Regions from separate parts of the Mus musculus genome. Here region 2 is linked to region 1. Evidence: chromatin contacts called from public promoter capture Hi-C data. All regions are on one chromosome and are shown on one strand. Each heading gives the region's core, a stretch centred on a gene start, on an enhancer-like site or on the middle of the called end of the contact. The rest is flanking DNA. Distances are from core to core; before and after follow the strand shown. Region 1 holds the start of Atg4a (autophagy related 4A, cysteine peptidase). Region 2 holds the start of Siah1b (siah E3 ubiquitin protein ligase 1B).

The links. Promoter capture Hi-C pulls out the DNA fragments that hold promoters and counts their contacts.
Region 2: a promoter capture Hi-C map of pre-B cells shows a contact between it and region 1. The contact joins the promoter of Siah1b here to the promoter of Atg4a in region 1. A contact is called at or near these places in 1 of 39 promoter capture datasets (pre-B cells) and 1 of 484 Hi-C or Micro-C datasets (CD4 T cells).

Annotation. Positions count from the first base shown.
Region 1 is chrX:140,954,958-140,960,284 of GRCm38.p6, forward strand. It overlaps Atg4a (autophagy related 4A, cysteine peptidase), which reads left to right and starts at 1,950. Exons shown (of 13, transcript NM_174875.5): 1 at 1,950-2,014. The coding sequence starts at 2,005. Psmd10 (proteasome (prosome, macropain) 26S subunit, non-ATPase, 10) reads right to left here and starts at 1,754. Exons shown (of 5, transcript NM_016883.4): 1 at 1,597-1,754. The coding sequence starts at 1,710.
Region 2 is chrX:164,073,405-164,079,321 of GRCm38.p6, forward strand. Siah1b (siah E3 ubiquitin protein ligase 1B) reads right to left here and starts at 3,089. Exons shown (of 4, transcript NM_001308385.1): 1 at 2,783-3,089; 2 at 2,174-2,265.

The DNA of each region.
Region 1 (5,327 bases), core at 700-3,199:
CTTAGCCTTAACAACCAAAATCTTGCCATATTTACTTCTAGATTTTATTACTTGAATTTTCTTTTCAAACGTTTTATTTCCCTTTGAACTGTGTGCATGTGGATGGGTATGTGCGTGTGACCACATGGGCGTGGGGAGGCCAGATGCAATGAATCCCCCTGCAGCTGGAGTTACAGGAAGTTGGGAAAAAAGGAAGGTATGTGTTCCTAACCACTGGGCCACCTCTGCAGTCCTGCCGAGGTTTCTTTAAAACAGAATCCTAAAGGCCATGACTGTTCACCTCTAATTATTTCAGCACCTAAAAAATAAAATCACTTTTGTAAAACAAACAAGCACAAGATCATTATTGGACCTTTTAAAGTGACATTCCTTAACTCTTTGTCATGGTGGTAATGCAAACCTTCCAGAACTTGGGAGGCTGGACAGGAGGATCTTCATTGGAAGGACAGCCTGGATTACATAGGGAGATCATATCTTAAATAACAACAAAAAATTTACATAAAGTAAAAAAAATTATCCCACTTAAAACCAATAGTCTCCTATAAGCCCATTTCCAGGTGGTTTACATCTGGATGCAAATAAAGTCTATAAATTAATTGCATTTGGTTGTTGTATTTAACTTCTTAATCCTGATTAGCAGTCTCTTTTATGTCACTGACTCCTTATTTTTAGTGGATTAAGTCTTAATACACGTTATTAAATTTAAACCACATCACCAGACCATCACAAAAGCAAACGCGGTGAACATAGGGGAATTCTACTGTTGAGTAATAAAGGAAAATTCCAGGACAAAAAAAAGCAGTCTCTCCGATTTCTCTTCTAAAAGAGACAACATGGAAGTTCTGAAGTATGATGTACTGTCTTACTAATGTTTAACACTTGCCTCTCAACACAGAAGGCAACCTATGATTTGGAAAGTCACAATAAAAACCTGAGACTTAGTTGATCTGAACAGAAATACTTCCCAATGTCCATTCTCTTTTGTTTGCCACAGTTCACTCGCCCCACATGGAACCCCATTCTTTCTTCACAGTGTAAATCACCTCCCCTTCTATACAAAGCCCTTCCCAACTATTCCTATCATGTCTTCTCCTTCTATGTTCTGAAATGATGTAAACTTCTTTCTGGGGGATTTAAAATATGTAATAAGACATGTACCGTTATTTCATTTATGCCTGTTTTTTTCCGACTTGACTGAAATTCCCAGCTCCTCTCAAACTTCCTGACATACACACAAAGGGCATTTGGTTACTCGTGGGCCACTGACTGGGATTACAACTAAAGAAAAATCCACCTAACAAGCTTTTTTCACAGATCTCCATCGCGCTGTCTCTTAACTCTGGAAATTTCTGAGAAAAGCGGTGGGTGTTCTAGAAATATATGAAATTCAGCAAGCTTAGCTTCCCCTCCCCACCCTGTCCCAAAGTCTCTGAGGGGTTACAGTTGGACCAGGAGTCGTGTTTTAACCCAAGGCTACTAGAGGGAGGAGTGGGCGGGAGGAGCGCAGAAGTGGCCTCACACCAAGTTAGGACCCGGAAGCCATGTAGGGCTTCGTTGACACCCGCTGCTAGGCGACAAGCCCTCGGGCTGGTTTACCTGATCAGTTCTAGTAGCCAGAGATTTATCAGCCAAAATGCGCTCCTTCAACTCATCCAGCTTCCCACTGTAGGCCAGGTTACAGATCATTATGTTAGACACACACCCCTCCATTTCGCCTTCCCAAGACCTCCGTGAAACTCAAGCCCCGCCCACTCGCATTTCCTGTTCCGGCGACCAATCAAAGTACTAGAAATTCTCCAATCACTGATCTTTGTTTTCCTTGTAGCCCCGCCCATAGCCTGGAGCTTCTGGGAGTTGCAGTTTGAAAGCAGATCCAGGCCTGGAGGCGTCTTTGGAAGTCACTCAGTTCCGGGTCCTAGCAAAGTGGAACTACAAGTCCCAGAATCCTTAGAGAAAGCCGTAGTCAAGTTGCCGGTGGAATTGGCCCAGGATGACAGCTGGAGAATGGAGTCAGGTAATGGGAGCGGCTTCTGGTAGTACTGTGTGAAAAAGCTAGGGTGGGTGGTCTTTGGTGGGCCAGTAAGTTGGCCACATGAAATGAAAACTGTAGCAGCGCAAGAGAGTTCTGGGATCCTACAGATCTTGTCCCTCGGGGCCCTCACTTGCAGTGGCAGGCGGAAGGGACAGAGTTGGAGCAGAGTACTACCTCTGAGCTTGAACCATTGACTGTAGCTACCCTCCCCCTCCCTACCACTGTTTAAGGAGTGGAAAGAAGCACAGGCTAGTTACTCTGGCATTTCTCCGGAGTGGCATCAGAGTAAGGCTCTGCTACAACACAGGTTATACATTACACCATACAGAGGTGATGTGCCAGAATGATGCTAAAGACAGGGTGTGATGCCATAGGAGCCACTAGATACCTAAGAGACCTCAGTGAGTAACAGCGGTCACCTTAGGGATATCAGGGTATATGATGTTGTCACTTTAATAACATGGTAATGGCAATTACCATCGAGACTTTGCTAGATTGCTAAGCTAACAATGTGGATTTTTTTTTAAAGGTGAATTTCCAAATAGTGCTGCAGCAGAAGAGATGCAAGGCTTATCTTTTATAGAAAATATCAAAAAAGACATTAGAAAAATGTTAAAGATATATTTTTTAAAGTGACTGATGAAGTTTGTCTCCTTTGTTATGGTATAGAACAGGGCTTAGCAAACTTTTTATATAACGCCAGATCATAGTTATTTTAAGCTTTGCAGGACAGATGATAAAACCAACTCGAGAACACAAGTTATGACAAATGTTAATTGATGAAATTCGGGATATAATAATAGTGGAGTATGTGTTTATATAATGCTTTTAGCTTTTTAAAATTTTGTGTGAGTGTGTTTTCTGCCTGCATGTGTGTCTGTACACCGTGTGAATGTTGGATCCTCTGAGATCTGAGTTAGACAGTGTGAGTTGCCATGTGTGTACTGAGAATTGAACTCAGGTCTTCTGGAAGAGCAACCAGTGCTCTTAAACCCTGAGCCATCTTTCCAGACCCCAGTGAAATTTATTTTTAACACAGAAATACTAAGAGAACGGAATTCTTTGAGGGAAGTACTGTTTGCTTAGCTGATGTTTAAAGTTGCTATTTTCTATCATTAAAATTTATTCCAAATGTTCTTTTTAATCTTTAGAAAACTCTTTGAAAATATGTTTTCATGCAGTAAGTTATGTCCAAATATTGATAATCCAGGAACATATTCTTTTAAATACTAATTATTTTATTGCATCTTATTGATTGTGTGTGACCTGATTCAGCTTCTAAGAGTGTTGGTTTCTCTCCTCTCCTCTCCTCTCCTTTCCTCTTCTCTCTTCTCCCTCCCTCCCTCCCTCCCTCCTTCCCTCCCTCCGTGTGTGTGTGTGTGTGTGTGTGTGTGTGTGTGTGTGTACACTTACATACATGATGCCTGGCATGAGTGTGGAAGTCAGAGAACACTATTGGGAGTTGATTCTCTCCTTCAAGCATGTTGGGCCTGGGGATTTACCACAGGACATTGGGCTTACTTATGGAACCATCTGGAAAGCCATAAATTCTGATTTTGATTTAAATCAATGTAATAATTTTTCCATAAAGGTTTTAGATTTATAGAAAAATTGCAAAGTCCAGTGCAGTGACTCACACCTTTAACCCTAGTTCTTGGGAAGCAGAGGCAGCAGATCTTTGAGTTTGAGGCCAGCCTGGTCTACACAGCAAGTTCTAGGAGAGCCAGGGGTACATCTAGCAAGCCCCTGTTTCAAAACAAATGTTCCAAAGATAGTACAGAATTCCCACATATTTTCTACCCAGTTTCACATTTTCTCCCTATGTTAACAATTTGATTGTGATAACTTACATACCATAAAATTCAACTGGGGCTAGGGATGCCCAGTAGTAGAGCATTTGCCTCACATGCACAAGGCCTTACGTTCAATCCTCAGCACCAAAACAAAACTAAGTTAAGCTAAACTAAACTTAACTAAATAAAATACACCTGTTTAGATATGTAATTGGTTATTAGTAAATTTTCAGGTTTATGTGACTATCACAACAAATCAGTTATAGAATGTTTTGACCTTCAAGTAAGACCTCATGCCCATTTACTGTTAATCTTTATCTCCTGCCCAGGCAGCCGCTAATATATTCCTTGTCTATATAAAATTGCCTATTCTGAACATTATACTTAATTGAAATAATGTAATATGTGGTCTTTTGAGTCTGGTTTCTTTCACTCACCCTAATAGTTTTGAGACTTAACCATAGTCTTGTGCATGTAAGTACTTACTTTTGTTGCCTAATAATATTACACTTTATGGTAATACATTTTTGGTTATCTGCTCACCAACTGATAGAAATTTAGTATTTTTTCTAGTTGTTGGCTATTATGACTAATGCTGCTTATAACATTGATGTAAACATCTTTATGTGAACATTTGTTTTCTTCTTTTGTTGTAGTTACCTGAAAGTGGAATTCCTGGGTAATAGGATAATTTATGTTTAATAGTTTAAGAAATTACAAAACTTTTTTCCAAAGCAGAAGAAGCAGTCTTGTGTATGAGGCTTCTCATTGCAACCCATCCTCCTGCACATTTGTTAGCGACTGTGCTTTTCTTGTTATTTTATTTTAGGATCTTTGTATAAGGTCTAGGATGGCTTTAAACTCACAAGCCTCCTGCTTCAGCCTCCCAAATGCTGGAATTTTTGGTGTATGTCTTGCCTTTGACAATTATAGCCATTTAAATTGGTATGAAATAATATAGTATAATTTCATCGTTTCTTTCCATAAGGAGTGGCTGGGTGTAGCAAACATGTTTTATGTGCTTGTAAGCTGTTGGTGTATCTTTTATACCCAAGGACCTGCTTCTGTGGTTTTTTGTTTTTTCATTTTAAAATTGGGTTGTTGTTTAGTTGATGAGTTGTAACAACTATTTCCATAGTCTAAATCCAAGTCCGTCAGGTATATAATGTACAAATACTCCCAGGCATAGTCTGTCTTCCGCCCTTTTGCTTTGTTTTATTTTCCTTTGTGTTATTCCAGTTGTTGAGACGTGTTCCCACTATGTATCCCAAGCTAGTCTCAGACTTGCAATTGTCCTGCTTCTGCCTCCCAAGTGGCTATTACAGGGTGGGCCACAGTGCTCAGCTTTTTTGTTGTCATGGTGGTATGTGTTTTGAAGGGGATGGTTTTGATTTTTTTTTTCCAAGACAAGGTATCATTCTGTAGTCCAGCCTGGTCTATAATTCACTGTGTAGCCCAGGCTTGGAATTCCCTTGCTTCAAGCTCCCACACATTACTATTCC
Region 2 (5,917 bases), core at 1,839-4,338, about 23 Mb after region 1:
GAGGACATATACTCAGGAGCGCAGCAAAGACCATAATATTTCCTGGGTAGAAATAGGTTGAGACAGTGTAGATAGCATCCTGAAAGCTCAATCAAGGCCTACTGTACATTATTTTTTTTCAAAACAATTTAGAAATATGAACATGGCTTACAGTATGGGAAGTCAATCAAATCAAGTTCCGCATCTGTGGGCCACTATTTTTGTTTTCTTGGTTAGGACCAAACCCAGCAAACAATCCTAATATGAACATTGCGATTTCAGGCCTTCAGCTTTTAACTTCCATACATAAAACCAAATCATAATAATAACCTGCAGAAAGAAAAGTCCCACTCACAAAAACATTAGTAACTAGATGAACATGACCTTTTAAGCCTAAGCACATCAAGTGCGAGTGTTCTGAATAACCAGGCGAGGGAGGGTGTAGGCATAACCAGCAGCCAGGAATGTATTTTGGTCAGGGCTAATTCCTTTCAGTGAAACTACAATCAATGCTGGAGAAAAGAAACTGCCAGTGGCAGTGTGTTCATGATGCACTTTCAAGCCTCGGGTGGAACTAACCTAGCACTAGTAATGAGTTTCCTCTCCTACATGAATTAATAAACTGCAAAGAAGTTGAGAAACCCTTAGAGCAAAGTAATGTTCAAAAACACTAATTCATTGTCAATAGTGGATACATATTAATCATTTAAAAGATATTAGACATTTCATTAAACTCATCAAGATCACATATACACAAGTCTTGTCTCCGTGGTTTTCTAACAACATCATCCTTCTCAGGGGAGGTCTGGACATGTCTTGAGACCCTTTTGAATGTGATCAGGGGAGGTCTGGACATGTCTTGAGACCCATTTTAGTGTGATCATTTGGGGGAAGGTGCTATTGAGAGGTCAGAAATGCCCTTTAATAGCTACAGGGCTCAGGAAGATGCACACAATGGAGAATAATTAAGTCCTGGAGCTGAGGTGGCTCCATGGTCAAAGGCTCTTCCAGAGGACCTGAGTGAGTTCCAGTCTCAGTGCCATGGCAGGCTGCTCCTACCTGCCTGTGACTCGAGCTCCAGGTGACCCAGCAGCCTCTTTCTACTTTAGTGGACTCATGCAGAAGCCTACACACATACCCATAGTTAAAACTAAAATTATTATCTCCTATTATAATTACTCCCTTCTGCCTGGCATTATCAGGACCTGGATATTGTTGGGATTCAGGAGTCACCCCACAAACCACATGAACACCAACCTCAGTCAAACAGGGATGGTTTATTAAACAACACACCGTAGGACTGACTGACACAGCTCAGACTTTGGGAACTATGACCCCAAACATTTCTCAGGGCCAGCTTATAAAGGCTAAAACAACTAAAACCACAATGAGCTCATATGCCAATGTTGGAAGTCACATAACAGTTCTTTAATTTGATAGGTCCTACTGGTGAAGCTTATAGTTGTGGAATTTCTTAAGATTAACAAACGTCATAACCTCGGAACATAACAAGGTATGTGGTCAGCATGACCCTGCTTTGAGTCAAGTTATTTTTCTGTGTTAATGACTGGTACCCATATTACTGCAACAATATGAAATAGCTGGCAGGCATGGAACAAAATGTCTACAGCTATGTTACGGCAGGAGACCTCAACAGACATAACTTACAGGAAAGGACTAGAGAGGGATGTGAGAAAAACCATCTTCTAATTCACTCCATTTTCCATGTTCACAGCAAGGCACACACTTACACACCATCCAGCTAGAATTAACCCTGAACTGCTTGAAAATGTTAAAAATCTAACCTCTGGACAGGTTGAGATCCACAGAAATAAACAGAAGTATAGAGACCTGCCTTATCAAAAAAAGACGACCTCAAACAGGCCACACTAGACTCTGAGATAGTTGACACTGGTTGCAACTCTCTCTCCGTTTCTGCATAACTTCAGCATGCTTAAAGTTTCAAAAAGAAAAGCTTTGTTGTGCATACTAGTCATGCTCACAGTTCTTCGGGCACACACATGCCAACCAAACTTTTGGATAGCAAAGGGGAGATTGGCAGACTTACAGTCCAGAAAGCAGGAGAAAAAGCAACCGTGGTTTTCAGAAGAGATTATTCAAACTAAGGTGTACACATTCAAATTATTTCTCAAGCTTTTTCAGGAAAAGACAAACGAGGTGGAGTTATACTTACAAGTTTCCAGCAGCTTCAGTCCAGTAGCCAGCCCTTAATGCCTGCTGTCATCCGGATCCCAGGCACTATTTTGAAGTTCCTGGTCTCTCGATCTGGAGTAGGGCACAAAAGAAAAAAAAAAAAAAGATGTTAAGAACTTGAGAAGTGGAGACGGGTCAGACTTGTGTTCCCGACACTACTGTGCTACCAATGCCCACCCTGGAGGGTGGCGTTATCCGTCCCCCCCCCCCCCAATCCGGATGAGTTCCAGCGTCTTCAGCCTCGGTGTCTAGAAATGCAGTCGCCCCATCTCCAAACCGGATCCAATCCCCAGGGGTTAGTTAGTGACCCTGTACTGACGAGAGCGCCCTGGGAAGCCGGTTCCTGGGGGAAGCTCGAGTAGCCCCTCCGTTATACTCTCGGACCTACATCTTTCGGGTCTCCCCGGACCAAGGTACCTCAAGACAGTGCGTGTAAAGGCCAAAGGGGTAGTCCTTGTCCCCACAGACAGGCCCTGCGACCCCGCGGCCGCGGTCACACACAGTCGCCCATCCTTACCGAATTCAACCTCCGCGCGGGCTCCCGGCACGAGGCTGCCAGCCTATGAGGAGCTTGCTTACGCCCCCTTACCTCACGCCGCAGCCTCGCGAGACCTTGACTCCTGACCCGCCCTCTGTCTTGGGCCCAGAAACCGGAAGTCCCGCCCTCCGGTAGCTCCGGTTCCGGCTCAATCCGGCTCTGGCTCGCTCCGGCTCCGGCTCCGGCTTTCGACCGCAGCTCTACAGGGAGACCGCTGAGGAGACCCTGAGAACAGCCACAAGTGACTTGCCCAGGCCTTTGATCTCGAACAGCGGCATGCGATCACCCTTGCGCCTAAGACCACAGGCCGATTTTCGCGCTCCGCCCATGTCACCAGCCCGCCTCCATCCGTCGCTTAGACCACGCCTTTTCCTCCGGGCTGTACCACTAGCTCCTTCTTATGGGTGATGCCGTTACCATGGTGCCGAAGCCTGGCTGGGTCACGTCACGTCACGTCCCCTCTTTCGTTAGACTTTCTTATTGGCCTATCAGAGCTTGGCTTGAGAGCAAGCTATGAGCCCGCCTCTCAAAGAGACCTCTTTTCCCCTGCAAGCATATTTTACTGCTTTAAGTCTAAGACACCTCAGAGGTTCCCTAATCACCTACCGTGGCCTTCACCTTGGCCGCCCCTCTCTCGCCAGATCGAGTGTCTCTCTTGAAAAAGGATACCCCAAAGTCCCTCTTGAAAACAGTCCAAATTCTAGATGCTAAATAAATAAATAAATAAAAAGTAAAGTAATGACACTTTTATTTTTTCGTGTTTCTGCCAGTGGTAATTTATGAGCAGAAACCGATGGGAAACAAAACTGCTTGCCCAGTGGTGGGGTTCAGTGGTGGAACTGAAACCTCGCAATTCCTTTTCGTGCCTTTTTTTTTTTTTTTTTTTTTTTTTTGGTTTTTCGAGACAGGGTCTCTCTGTGTAGCCCTGGCTATCCTGGAACTCACTTTGTAGACCAGGCTGGGCCTCGAACTCAGAAATCTGCCTGCCTCTGCCTCCCAAGTGCTGGGATTAAAGGTGTGCGCCACCATGCCCGGCTTTTTCGTGCCCTTTTAATGAGACCTGGGGAGCCAACCCAGTGTTTCTTCCAGCCTCTCACTCAGCAGGCTTTAAATTTTAGACAGGTACGTGGAGGAAGCACACTGCCCTTCTAGTTCTTATGACTTTTTCTAGGCACCAGCTCTCCCTCATACTATGAAGCTCTCTAGACTGCACCACACTTTCATCTCTGCTTTGAAGCCCTCCACCCCTACCCCATACTCCGACATTACTCTTATAATTTGGCTCCCACAGAGACAATGCTAACCCAAAAAACTCTGAATGGGCACACAGGGAGGAAAAAAACCGTTCCATTCGCTCTTTGTTCCTACATTCAAAATCTGTGACTATATTCTGAAAGTACAAGAAGCCTGAAAGAATCTTGAAGTTCTTTGCTTCAAGGACAAGATAAATAAATAAAAAAAGATGTGATAAGAGACTGGATAGGTGGAACCAGTGCTTGGTAAGAGCTGGTGTGTTGATCCAATCGGCAGGAGTAGCTGGGAGCATGAAACCACTGGCCATTTCCATAGTAGTTACTACAGCCCTCACACAATCAAATTCTCAACAAATATTCACTGACAATATCGCCTTTTCATTTGTGTGGAGGGTTACAAGTTTCCCCTCCATCACACAAAGATTAGTTCCATGTGTCAGCAGTCACGATTTTGTGATCACTTTAAAATATGAGTTTCCCTCTCCTCCACTTTCCACCCTTGTGTGGCTTGAAGACAGTGTGTGTATGCACAGGGTAACAATCCTGACCTTAGACGAGCACAGAGTAAAGAACAGGTTTTTGGTGTGTGTGTGTGTGTGTGTGTGTGTTTTGAGACAGGGTTTCTCTGTGTAGCCAGGCTTCAAATTCAGCTATTCACCTGCCTCTGCAGTCCAAGTGCTAGAACTACAGGTGTCTGCCCCCACCTCCAGTTTTTTTTTTATAACTCTAAATATTTTTTTTAAGATTTATGTTACGGGTGGTTGTGAGCCACCATGTGGTTGCTGGGATTTGAACTTCGGACCTTTGGAAGAGCAGTCATGTGCTCTTACCCCCTGAGCCATCTCACCAGCCCCTCACCTCCAGTTTTAAAGAATAGGTTTTAACAAAGCATTTTTATTAAGTTCACCCTGGCCCTGAGACCCCTCATTTATTTCTCAAAATGCCATCCATGTTTTTTGTTTGTTGGTTTGTTAGTTTCTGCCTCACCCTATAAACATGACTGTTTTGAATTTGATAGCATTATTTATCCTTCATCTTTCAGAAATGACTCGAAGCAGCCTACTAAAATGTACACAACATTCTACAAGAGAAGTATTTTAAAGATTTGGACATGGGGATAAATGAGGCGAATAAATAGGCATCCAATTGCAAATCATCAGATTCAAAACAGTACTTGAAGGTGGGAAGTAGATGCGGCTCTACGTTTCTAAAAGGGCTACAGAACAGAAGAAATGAAACTTATTTTAAGGTTTTAGAGTATTCATAAAAGCCGATCAAGATATGGGTTTCATAAAGCATACTTCCAAACACTTGTCCTGAGGGAAACTTGTGATTCCTTGCTGGGGACAAAGAGCTAATCAGACTCCCTGACAGGCAAACAGGTAAGAGTTTGGGGCTATGACTAGGCAATAGATGGTGAGTTTCCAAGATGGCTGGCTTCTTCCTCATCCTCCTGACCAGAGACTAATGACAGGCAGTTTAAAACAAAGGCCCAAGGTGGATCTCTCAGTTCGAGGCCAACCTGGTCTACAAAGTGAGCTCCAGAACAGCCAAGACTACACAGATAGACCCTGTCTGAAAAAAAAAAAAAGCCTGTTGGGCGTTTTTTCTCTTACTAGTAGGGACCCCCTTCCTGTCCAACAAGTCCAAGGCCAAAACGGAACCTGTTTCCCCCAGACATGTGGAGCTCTCAGCCTCCCTTCCCTTTGTTCAAACTGATCAACCTTAAACTGGGGGCAAGACCCATCTCAAAAGACCTTTAAAATGCCCAGCCCTCATTGAGGGCTGGACTTTACCTTCTTGGCTCTCCCCCTCTACTTTGTAGAGGGTCTTTTTCTCTGTGTCCTTTGTGCTCTGTATGTGTGTGTGTGTGTGTGTGTGTGTGTGTGTGTGTATGTGTTTCCTCACCCCAACTAAAAGTCTTTTCTTTACT